2 separate regions of the Capra hircus genome follow, and region 2 is linked to region 1. Evidence: chromatin contacts called from public Hi-C data. All regions are on one chromosome and are shown on one strand. The core of a region is the stretch at or near the end of the contact, and the rest is flanking DNA. Distances in the headings are between cores, read along the strand shown.

The links. A called contact is a pair of places that touch in the nucleus more often than the background predicts.
Region 2: a contact with region 1 is called in a Hi-C map of liver, with 5 times the contacts expected there. The contact joins the enhancer-like site here to the promoter of LOC102172995 in region 1. A contact is called at or near these places in 2 of 5 Hi-C or Micro-C datasets (blood and liver).

Annotation. Positions count from the first base shown.
Region 1 is chr18:3,109,263-3,115,815 of ARS1.2, reverse strand. It overlaps LOC102172995 (pyruvate dehydrogenase phosphatase regulatory subunit, mitochondrial-like), which reads right to left and starts at 4,842. Exons shown (of 4, transcript XM_013962388.2): 1 at 4,296-4,842; 2 at 4,041-4,204; 3 at 3,135-3,256; 4 at 2,205-2,399. The coding sequence starts at 4,116. The coding sequence ends at 2,205.
Region 2 is chr18:3,151,288-3,156,916 of ARS1.2, reverse strand. It overlaps LOC106503078 (pyruvate dehydrogenase phosphatase regulatory subunit, mitochondrial), which reads left to right. Exons shown (of 19, transcript XM_018061698.1): 3 at 5,086-5,373. The coding sequence starts at 5,150. Among named protein-coding and RNA genes, the nearest start is that of TRNAG-GCC, 88 kb to the right of the region's middle. Within about 2 kb of position 4,181, at least 1 of the 5 cell types and tissues checked has an H3K27ac peak or open chromatin away from gene starts, as enhancers often do.

The DNA of each region.
Region 1 (6,553 bases), core at 3,593-6,092:
ACAAATGCATACTGTATATGGCTTACATGTGGAATTAGAAATTATACAAATGAATTGTCTATAAAACAAACAGACTCACAGACATAGAAAACAAATTTATGATTACCAAAGGAGACAATGGGGAGGGAGGAGGAGGAATAAGTTAGGAGTGCAGCATTAACAGTTGCATAACACTATATGTAAAACAGACTTGAAAGAAAAACAATACAAGGATTTACTGTTCAGCATGGGGAAAAATACTTTTCTCAGTCATGGGTGAGGATGCTTGCTCCCAGATTTACTGTGGAAACATTTTCAGATTACCGCTAACCCAATCACTTACCTAGAAGCTTTGGCTAGTTCTCAGAATCAAACCACATAACTGCCACTGTGCCATAGGAAAGCCTGACAGAGGGGGCTGCAGAGTCCACTTTAGGGATGAAGACCTCCAAGTGGTATCGAACCCTCCCTATGGCGCTGGGAGGCACTGAACACCCCGAGTTTAGAGCTCGCCTGTGACATCTCCACAATAGGTAGCATTATGTCAACTCTAGGTTACACTCCACTTCAGTTCAGTGTAGTCGCTCAGTCGTGCGACCCTTTGCAACCCCATGCACTGCAGCACACCAGGCCTTCCTGTCCATCACCAACTCCCGGAGCTTATTCAACTCATGTCCATCAAGTTGGTGATGGACATCCAACCATCTCATCCTCTGTCGTCCCCTTCTCCTTTTCAATCTTTCCCAGCATCAGGGTCTTTTCTAATGAGTCAGCTCTTCAAATCAGGTGGCCAGAGTATTGGAGTTTCAACTTCAGCATCAGTCCTTCCAGTGAACACTCAGGACTGATCTCCTTTAGGGTGGACTGGTTGGATCTCCTTGCAGTCCAAGGGACTCTCAAGAGTCTTCTCCAACACCACAGTTCAAAAGCATCAATTCTTCAGTGCTCAGCCTTCTTCATAGTCCAACTCTCACATCCATACATGATCACTGGAAAAACCATAGCCTTGACTAGACGGACGTTTGTTGGCAAAGTAATGTCTCTGCTTTTCAATATGCCGTCTAGTTGGTCATAACTTTCCTTCCAAGGAGTAAGCGTCTTTTAATTTCATGGCTGCAATCACCATCTGCAGTGAGTTTGAGCCCCAAAAAATAAAGTCTGACACTTTCCACTGTTTTCCCATCTATTTCCCATGAAGTGATGGGACCAGATGCCATGATCTTAGTTTTCTGAGAGGTGGCAGAGAACTATACAAAAAAGATGTTCATGACCCGGATAATCACGATGGTGTGATCACTCATCTAGAGTCAGACATCCTGGAATGCGAAGTCCAGTGGGCCTTAGGAAACATCACTACAAACAAAACTAGTGAAGGTGATGGAATTCCAGTTGAGCTATTTCACATCCTAAAAGATGATGCTATGAAAGTGCTGCAGTCAATATGTCAGCAAATTTGGAAAACTCAGCAGTGGCCACAGGACTGGAAAAGGTCAGTTTTCATTCCAATCCTAAAGAAAGGCATTGCCAAAGAATGCTCAAATTACCGCACAATTGCATTCATCTCACACACTAGCAAATTAATGCTCAAAATTCTCCAAGCCAGGCTTCAACAATACATGAACCATGAACTTCCAGATGTTCAAGCTGATTTTAGAAAAAGCAGAGGAACCAGAGATCAAATTGCAAACATCCGCTGGATCATCAAAAAACCAAGAGAGTTCCAGAAAAACATCTACTTCTGCTTTATTGACTACACCAATGCCTGTGTGGATCACAACAAACTGTGGAAAATTCTTCAAGAGATGGGAATACCAGACCACCTTACCTGCTTCCTGAGAAATCTGTATGCAGGTCAAGAAGCAACAGTTAGAACTGGACATGGAACAACAGACTGGTTCCTAACTGGGAAAGGAGTACGTCAAGGCTGTACTGTCACCCTGCTTATTTAACTTATATGCAGAGTACATCATGAGAAATGCTGGACTGGATGAAGCACAAGCTGGAATCAAGGTTGACGGGAGGTTATATTCCAAACATATTCAGTTCAGACCTCTGTCTGGGACTACAGTTAGCTTGCAAAGAAAGAAACAAAACTGCTCTAATGGTACGCCCACTTTGGCCATCCTTTCATAAAGAGACATTCAAGTCAAGTTAGAACGGGGTCCACCGCCCTGTAACATGCTCCAGAAAAGAAGTGAAAAGACTCTTCTGGGCGCAGTCTGTCCTCAGCAGAAAGCCTTTCTTGGCAGAGGACGGAGCAGGGGCGAGGAGACAAGAGTAAAAACAAAGTGCAAGTCCTCACTTGGCGTGCTGCTCGGCAGCGGGGTCTCCCAGGGGCGAGTCAGAAGGTAGAAGTGTTCGCAGGCATGTAACGGGATGCTAACCGGCTCCTCGCTGCACAGACCCAGCTCGTACGCCCACTACAGACGCACAGAGGGAGGGGTGGGTGGAGAGGAACAGAAAGGCGCGTGAGCAAGGGCGGCCTCTTGAGACGAGTGTCACTGCGAGCGGCTCCTGGGCGCTCCCGCTCCCCATCAGCTGTGGGAAGCCGACTCCCAGCTTTAGTTCCTAACGTTTCAGAGGGGAGCAACACTGAACCGGCTGAGCCACGGAGTCTGCTTTCTGAGCAGAGAAGACAGAGCCACCAGCTCGGAAGGGGAGCCAGGCCCTTGGAACCCCAAACACCAACCACGAAGACCTCCACGTGGTGGAAAGCACTCCCGGCTGCCCCTAGGACCGTGGAGGGGGGCAAGGGACAGTCTGCCTTCTGGGCTGCAGGGTTTGGGGTCCTGACACGGGACCCACGCTCCCGACACAGGGGCACCCCAACGCTCGTCTGCTGGGCGGCGGGATGGCACGAACCACCACGCAGCCCGACCAGGGACCGAGCGCTGTCCGTGCTGACTCTCTGGGCCTCCCTGAGCGGGGCTGCCCCTCGGCCGGGGAGGAGGGGGACGGCGCCCGGCTTCCACACGAGGGGCGAGGGCGGGCTTCCCGTGTGGAGGGGGAGATTCCGAGTTTTCCCGGCCAAGAAGGAACAGTGTGTCCCGGACGCCTGCTTAGTCCATCAGAAAACTAGGCTTACCTCTGTACCCCAAATCCTGGAGACAAAGTTAAATAAGAAAGGCAGCGACCCAGTCTCGTCACTGACCTACCTGACCAGCACAGTTGACAAAATACTGGCACTGGATCTGTCCTTTGTCTGTCTCCACGCCGGTGACTTGACCTCTTTTGACCATAACATGAAGAATACTTGTCCGGTCATAGATCTGAACACCTGTCCCAAGGTAAACACAGAGTTGGGTTTTGTCACCTGCTGTCTCAGAGTCAGGCATTTGCAGCAGCTTCTCAAGAAACACTGAACAGACCAGGCCCATGCTTTACCTTTGGAATCCAAAACACTCCTAGAACCACATCCTGAGATGGTAGAAAGGGGCCTTTCCCAAGACTGAAAAGACCAGGCCAACTGAAAAAACCAACTGAAGCACATGATGAAATCTCAGGGATCCTGGGCCTTCCCTGGCGGTCCGGCAGTTCCGGTCCACGCTTCTACTGCAGGGGCCTGGGTTCCATCCCTGGCTGGGAATCAAAGGCCCACAAGGAGCATGGCGCAGCCAAACAAAAATCCAGGGATCCTTAAAGGGGCCGGAGAGAAACAGTGCCACAGGGCCGCCTCAATCCTGATCGACCCACACCACGAAGCAGTCCATCCAGGGCGGACACCACCACAGATGAGCCTTCCCCTCGTTCATTCCAACCCCAGGACATGACCCCAGCTGTGCATTAAACCCCCAAGGCACGTGCCAGCCTTGGAGCTTCTCAAGTCCTGTGGAGGGAGAAAGGCCCTTACACCTAGAACGCTCTAAGCAGGACTGAAGCCAGCGCCTAGGAGACTTCACAAGAAAAACGTGGCCCTGAGGGAAACTGCGCTGACAGGTACCGCGCTGAGACAAAAACTCCAGAGCCGCGAGCCGGAGTTCCACGCAGAGCTGTCTGGTGGCCCTGCCGCCGCTGGGCCGCTCTCCTGAGACCAGCCCTCTCCTCACCCCGCGCCCACTCACCGCTCTGGGAGGCGGCACTGGCCAGGGCGAGCGCCACGTCGGCGGAGGACACCACCGCGTCCTCGGGGACGTGCATGGCCCCCACCAGGTCGTGCACGTTGAGCAGAGGGTGCAGCTCGGCCACTTTCCTGGGGGAGACGATCTCGCAGGGGATGCCTACGACACTGGCACAGAACACAGGGGCACAATGACATTCCCCGGCCTCCGCAGAGGTCCGCTGACAGGAAGGCGGGACGGGCTCAGCCTCATACGTACTTCAGCCTCGAGCTGATGCGCTTCAGGGAGATGAGCCGGTCCTGAGTTTGGGCCAGAAAGATGGAGCCCGTCCTAGTGTAACCTGGAAGGAGAAGCAGCCCAAGCTCAGACAGACCGGGCCACCTGCGGGGCACAGCGGGAGCCCACCAGACTGCCAGGCGGGCGACCCGCAGGGAGTCCTGGACGGGCTCAGCTCACAGCTCTGCGAGGGACGTACCTGTGACCCCTCCCTCCTGCACCCCTTTGGGTAACCAGGCCCTTTTCTCCTCGGTCCTTGGTGGGCACGTAACCGTGGCGATGGCTGTCCTCAGCGCAGCCGCAGGCCTATGACCTGCGCTCAGCCGGTCTGACCTCCTGGGACACTGGGGCTTGAGCCAGGAGAGAAGGCGGAGGTCCCTCCTCTCATCTCAGGAGCAGCAGTGTCCTGGCCAGCCCACCCTCCTTCCAGCTGAGGGCCTGGGTCCTCACCACCCGGCTCCACCCTGCCTCCCGCTGGCAGCTGCCTCCTAGTCCACAGGCCCCAGTGGCCTTCCAGAAGCTCCTTGTTGCCCAGCTTAGCCCCGGGCGATTCCTGCTATTTGCGGTCGACATACTGGATGTGACCACTACGACACCTGAGTCAATGACAAGCCTCCCAGAGCGCAATGTCTTATCAGTTCTCATGAAAAAAAGCTTAAATCAGTCAGGTGTCTTTTTAAAAGGAAATATAGTCATGATGATTTAAGTATTTTCTTATTCCTTTGAAATCATCAGATAAATAAGGCCTTTGCTGACATGACAAGATTGTTAACTTAGGAGAGCTGAAATTTCAGAGCCTGTTTTTTATAAGTGGTAGATGTATCCTCAATATATTTTCTCCTTTCTCAATCTTACAATACACAGAAAGCAGAAATGTTCATACCCCTGTGAAAAATAAACTTGCTAAGTGCAGTCAATGTTTGTTCCATTTCCTTTCGTCTTTGACTAAAGGTAGACTCAAAACCTTCAGAAGGTTTTGGTATGGTCAGAAGTCCCTGGGTTTGTTCTTTTTTCCCTCTATAGTAAAGCTGTTATTCATCTGAAATGCAAGTAGGTTATTTCTGGCAGTGTTCCAGGGTAGGCTTCCCCCAGCCCTGGTGGTTTTGAGTAAGCAGAACGTTCACATCATTCTAAAAGTCAAAACTACACAAAGTCAAGCCAGAAAGATCAATACCCACCACACCCCAACCGTGTACCCCATTTCCCGCTCCCTCTGGGAGGTAACCAACCTCAGCACTTTCTGCTTCAGCCTTCCAATATTTTTTTTTTGCAAAAATAACTATACATTTGCATATTTTCTTATTTCTTCTTAGCTCTTACACAAATGTAGCACATTTTACAATACTTTTTAGCACCTCCTTTTTCTCATATAACAACGTATCCCAGAGATTACTTCATAGCAGTTCACAGACATTTTCCTCCTTCTTTTCACATCTACCTGATAGTCCTCTGTGTGGCTGTTCCACTTTATTTTATCAAAATCATATCAGTTCAGTTCAGTCACTCAGTCGTGCCCAACTCTTTTCGACCCCATGGACTGCAGCATGCCGGGCCTCCGTGTCCATCACCAACTTTGGGAGTTTACTCACACTCAGGTCCATTGAGTCAGTGATGCCATCCAGCCATCTCATCCTCTGTCGACCCCTTCTCCTCCTGCCTTCAAACTTTCCCAGCATCAGGGTCTTTTCAAATGAGTCGGTTCTTTATATCAGCTGGCCAAGGTATTGGAGTTTCAGCTTCAGTATCAGTCCTTCCAATGGACATTCAGGACTGATCTCCTTCTGATGGACTGGTTGGATCTCCTTGCAGTCCAAGGACTCTCAAGAGTCTTCTCCAGCATCACAGTTCAAAAGCATCAATTCTTTGCCGCTCAGCTTTCTTCAGAGTCCAACTCTCACATCCATACATGACCACTGGAAAAACCATAGCTTTGACTAGATGGACCTTTGTTGCCAAAGTAACGTCTCTGCTTTTTAATATGCTGTCTAGGTTGGTCATAGCTTTTCTTCCAAGGAGCAAGCATCTTTTAATTTCATGGCTGCAGTCACCATCTGCAGTGATTTTGGAGCCCCCCCCAAAAAATAAAATCTGTCACTGTTTCCATCATTTCCCTGTCTATTTGCCATGAAGTGATGGGACCAGATGCCATGATCTTCGTTTTGTGAACGTTGAGCTTTAAGCCAACTTTTTCACTCTCCTCTTTCATTTTCATCAAGAGGTTCTTTAGTTCTTCACTTTCT
Region 2 (5,629 bases), core at 2,932-5,431, 42 kb before region 1:
GAACTGAGCTGAACTGAACTTCCACCCGTGCTATCACATTCATTCAGGTGCAGCCAGAAGTAGTAGTATCTCGCAAATTCCACCTCGTTCTGCCAGCAGGTGATCGAGAGCTAGACTGTTGTCAAGAACTACATTAGCCAAAGAAATGAGAGGACTTGTCCAATCTGTGCCATCATATAACAAACTGATGAGATTTCTCAGTGTTGCTTCATGAGAGGTAAAACCTCCCTGTGAAACTGCGGATCTAATGGCCAGCCCTACCTCCACTGAGATCATTCCTAGTGCTCTCTGGGTACAGTGTGAGCCAGAGTGGTCCTGTTGCAGATGAAAATCCCACTCACCTTGTAGTCCCTACACTATGTGTTCCTTTAAAGTGAACTTTATCAGTGCATTTATAGTCTGTAGCCTGGCTGGAAAAGCACAGGGCCAGAGTTCTGTAATGTGGTGGTTTGGGTGTCTGCAGAGGACGGGATGCAGATCTGAATGTCCATCTCAGAGTTGTTAGTTGGAGACATCCTTGAAGGACGTTGTTAAGTGGAGACATCCTTGAAGGACGTAACTGTTGTTGTAACTTTAAACAATGAGGGAACAACAGACCGTTATGTTGATAATGAAGTGAGTAAAGCTCGACAACATTGAACAAGATGTTCATGTAAGATCCTGCTGAGTGTAGTAGCAAGAATGGCTATTAACAATCTAACCCATTGCACCATTTAACTTGTCTGATGATGCTTTTTTTTAAAATATATAATTGAATTTACTTATTGTTAATTGAAGAATAATCGGCTTTACAGTGTTGTGTTGGTTTCTGCCAAACATCAACATGATTCAGCCATAGATAGACCTGTGTCCCCTCCATCATTTATTTATGTGAGTGTGTGGCACTGTCAGCTGCAGCATGGGGATCTTCAGATCTTCACTGTCATGTGGGATCTTAGTTCCCCAGTCAGGGATCAAACCACGCCTCCTGCGTTGCAAGGTGGATTCTTAACCACTGGGCCAGCAGGGAAGTCCTGATGCTGCCTGTCTTTTGAATAGGTATCTCAGCTCTTCCACTGGCTTTACAGGCGTTGTTCTTCTCTTGTGACCTGTGGCGTTTCTGGAGGTAAAAGCTTTAGTCTGGACAAGTGTACCCAGCTAAGAGATCCCTTGCTCTTTGCCAGCAGTGGGAGTGGTTCAGATTACTTTATAGGTGCCTCTCCATATTGGCATTAGTTGGTCTTCAGAGAACCTTTCTTATCAGGGTTTTGGGTTTTGTTTTTGGGTTTTTTTTGTAATTTTTATTTGTTTACTTTTGGCTACACTGGGTCTTTGTTGCATTGGGCGGGCTTTCTCTAGTTGCAGCTGGCGGAGGCTCTCTTGTTTTCGGTGTGTGAGCTTCTCACGGCTGTGGCTTCTCTTGTTGAGGAGTACAGGCTCTAGGCCAACGGGCTCAGTACTCGTGGCTTGTGGGCTTAGAGCTTGGGCTCAGTAGCTGTGGCACACAGGCTTAGCTGCTCTGCAGCATGGGAAATCTTCCCGGACCAGGGATCCAACCTGTGTCCCCTGCATTGGCAGGCAGATTCTTTTTTTTTTTTTTTTTCATTTTTTATTTTATTAGTTTTGGCAGGTGGATTTTTAACCACTAGACCACTAGGGAAGCCCTGGTCACTTTATTTTTTAAGTGATTAAAATTTTTAAAATTTTCCTTTTATTGGAGTATAGTTAAATTATAATGCTGTGTTAGTTTCAGGTGTACAGAAAGTGGGTCTGATATAGAAATCTCTGTTCCTTTTCAGATTTTTTTCCCAAATAGGTTATACAGAAGATCGAGTAGAATTTCCTGTGCTATATGCTCGGTCCTCATCAGCTTTATGTAATAGTGTGTGTTTATCCCACCACCCCATATTCCCCCTTTAGTCACCATAAATTTGATTTCTAGATCTGTGAGTCTGTGTTTTGTAAAAAGTTCACTTGTGTGGTTTTCGTTTGTTAGTTGTGTTTATTTTGGCTGTGCTGGATCCTCACTGCTGTGTAGACTTTGCTCTGGTTGCGGTGAGCAGGGCCTGCTCTCTAGGTGGGGTGCTCAGGATGCTCGCTTCGTGGCCTCTCTTGTTACGGAGCTCGTGTTCTAGGGCGCTTGGGTTCAGTACCTGCGGCGTGTGGGCGCAGGAGTTGCGCCTCCTGGGCTCTCGCACACAAGCTCAGTAGTTGTGGTGCCTGGGCTTAGTTGCTCTGAGGCATCAGGGATCTTCCTGGATCTGGGATTGAACCCTTGTCTCCTGTATTAGAGGGAAGACTCTTTCCCACTGAGCCCCCAGGGAAGCCCTATGTCATTTTTATATTGAATTCCGTGTGTGAGTGCTATCACATGGTCTCTGTCTCTCTCTGTGGGGCTGGCTCCACTTGGTGTGGTAATCGCGAGGCCCTTCCGTGCTGCTGCAGATGGCCTTGTTCTGTTCCTGTTAGTGGCTGAGGAGTATCCCACTGTATATGGACTGCTGTACACGCCCCTGGTATATGTAGCATATGTACTGCACCGTCTTCATCCTTTCCTCCATCAGTGGACATTTAGCTCCCTTCCATGTCTTGGCTGTGGTAGATGGCTCCAGGGACCATTGGAGGGCGTGTATCTTAGTGAATCAGTTTCTCTGGTATATGTCCGGTGGTGGGATTGCTGGATCATACGGTAATTCTATATTTAGTTTTTTTAAGGCACCTCCATATTGTTCTCCATAGTGGTTGTACCAATTTGTGTTCCCACCAACAGTGAAAGAGGGTTCCCTTTTTCTCCACACCCTCTCCAGCTTTTGGAGTTTGTCAGTTTTTTGATGATAGCCCTTCTGACCAGTGAGAGGTGATACCTCACTATAGTTTTGATTTTAATTTCTCTAGTGATTAGTGATGCTGAGCGTCTTTTCTTGTGTGTTTTGGCCATCTGTCTGTCGTCTTTGGAGAAATGGTGAGGTTTTAAGGGAGAGAAATGAAGGATTAGAACTGGGGAGACGATGGGGCCTGTGGGAGGGGCTTACACTAGGACTCACTGTGTGGACAACTTTCCATCTTGAGGCAGAGTCTGACAGGGACCTGAGGCGCGGTGGGCCCCAAAGGATGGCTGGTCCCTGGGACAGGGTCTGTGCCTGCCTTGGGCACGGATCCGAGAGTCCCCCAACGGACGATGGTTCGGGCTGCTGGTGGCGCACGGGTGGGGGGCTGTCGTGGAGGAGGTGGGGGCTTGCCCGCCGCGGGCCGCCCTGACGTCTGCTCGGCGCCCCCTCTGCTCCTAAGGCCGCCTCTTCCTGTGCGTCTGTGACTCTGGTCTGCCCGCAGCTCTGCCTGCAGTTGCCTGAAGCTTGACGAGTTCTCCGTTCTGTTTTCGCATCAATTTTGTTAGAACCCTGCCTTGGTCGTGTGCAGCCTGTGGTGCTGGAGCGAGGAGCAGAGTCTCCTGGGTCAGTTCCTGCCACTGCCCAGGGTTTATGGTCATGGCAGCCTCCAGGCGGGTCCCTCGGTGTCAAAGTGGGTTCTGGAACTTGCTAATCGATAGAAGTTCAGGCGCGGCTTTCTTGGGAGTCGTGCTGAGACATGAGCGCGAAAACCAACAGCAGGGGCCCTTGGTGGCTCCTGGGGAGGAGAGCAGGCTGCCCACCCTCTCGGTGCTGCTGTGCAGGGGGTCCAGTTCCTGCTTCTGCTCCGGGCACCTCAGAGATGGCAGTCTCACGCTTGGGCACCAGCTGCTCCGAGTTTCCCGGCGCTGCCTGCTGGGTCTCCGGCTGTTGACTCTGGAACCTTCCACTGTGCTCACAGACACCTCACAGCCTCTGCCATGTCTGATCCTTCTCAGGTTAAACGTGGTTGTTTAACCCTCAGACTTGGCCCTCCTCCTTATTTCTCCGTTTTTCCCATTTTAGCATCAGTTGTTGGCAGATAAGTTCTGTCAGCTCTGTTTCCCAAGCAATCCAGGTGTTGCTCTGGCTCCGCTGCGCCCATCCTCATCTGAGCCAGCCTGGCGTTTCCCTGAGCAGTGTGACAGTTTCCTGGCTCACCTCTGCTTTCCCTGTCCTCCTGGGAGCCTTCTGTGGAGCCAGCCTCACCCTGGGGACACGGAGCAGACCGTGTCATGCCCCTGCTTTAGTGTTTTCCTCTGCGCTTAGAGTAAGCCCCGCTGCTCGCGGGGATCCTGGAGCCCCCGCGTGGTTGGTCCCCGCCCCTCCAGCGCGGCCTCTCATGGTGATCTGGAGCCCCTGTGTGGTTGGTCTCTGCCCCTGCAGCGCAGCCTCTCGTGGGGATCCCGGAGCCCCCGTGTGGTTGGTCCCCGCCCCTCCAGCACAGCCTCTCCTGGTGAGCTGGAGCCCCCGTGTGGTTGGTCCCTGCCCTTCCAGCGCAGCCTCTCGTGGGGATCCTGGAGCCCCTGTGTGGTTGGTCCCTGCCCCTCCAGCGCGGCCTCTCCTGGTGATCTGGAGCCCCCGTGTGGTTGGTCCCCGCCCCTCCAGCGCGGCCTCTCCTGGTGATCTGGAGCCCCTGTGTGGTTGGTCCCTGCCCTTCCAGCGCAGCCTCTGGTGGGGATCCTGGAGCCCCTGTGTGGTTGGCCCCTGCCCCTCCAGCGCGGCCTTTCCTGGTGAGCTGGAGCCCCCGTGTGTTTGGTCCCTGCCCCTCCAACGCGCCCTCAGGTGGCCCCCTCTTACGTGCTGTGCACACACTGTCCCCTCTTCTGTGCTGACTCCTCAAGCTCTGCCTCTCCAGGCCTTCGCACACGCTGCTTCTTTCCGACCTCACGTGGCTGGTTCTTTGTCATGCAGGTCTTTTCAAATGTCTCCTCTCTGACCACTGTATTTTGAGGCTGCCCCCAGCGACCCTGTCCTGTTAGCTCTGTTGCTTATGTTGTTCATATATTGGCTGCTTGTCTGTCTGTCTCAGATATAAGTTGTGTAAAGGCAGGGACCTCCTCGTTTGTCTTCACCGCTGTTAAACTGGCAGCGTGTCTGGAACTCAGGAAGTCCTGAAACGTTGGCTGAGTGAACAATCAGCGTTCTGGGTTTCAGGCTTTTCTCGTTAACCCTGTGCTCTGAGTACAGCAGAATGACACACTTGGTTTCTTCTGTCTAGTGTCAATTCCTGGGATCTGCTGCGTGGCTGAGCGAGAGCACGGCCCCCGTTGCTGACAGACGTGATGCTGCACCGGTTGCTGGCGGTGGTCCGAGGACCGGGAAGCCGCCGAGGATGGCAGAAGGGCTCCCCGGCCAGAGGCAGCGCGTCAGCGGCCGCGGCGCCCCCCGTGGCCCTGCCCGCCCAGGCGCAGGTGGTCGTCTGCGGTGGTGGAATCATGGGCACGTCCGTGGCCTATCACCTCTCCAAGATGGGGTGGAAGGATGTTGTCCTTCTGGAGCAGGGCAGGTAGGACTCCTGCTGGCCATGGCTTGGGGCTCTGCTGCTCTCGGCTTCCCTCATCTCTGTCATCTCAGTAATGCCCATCCACCAATAGCTAATTTAAATGTCACTAAGTAGTATGAATAAATTACAAAAATGAAATCTTCAGGACTTCGTTTTGTGATGCCTAATATTCTGTTTTCTAGTTTTCAGAGATTGAGACGTAACAAGTAGATAAATGATGTATTTATTTCTGATTTAAAGTACATCTTGCTCTCTTTGT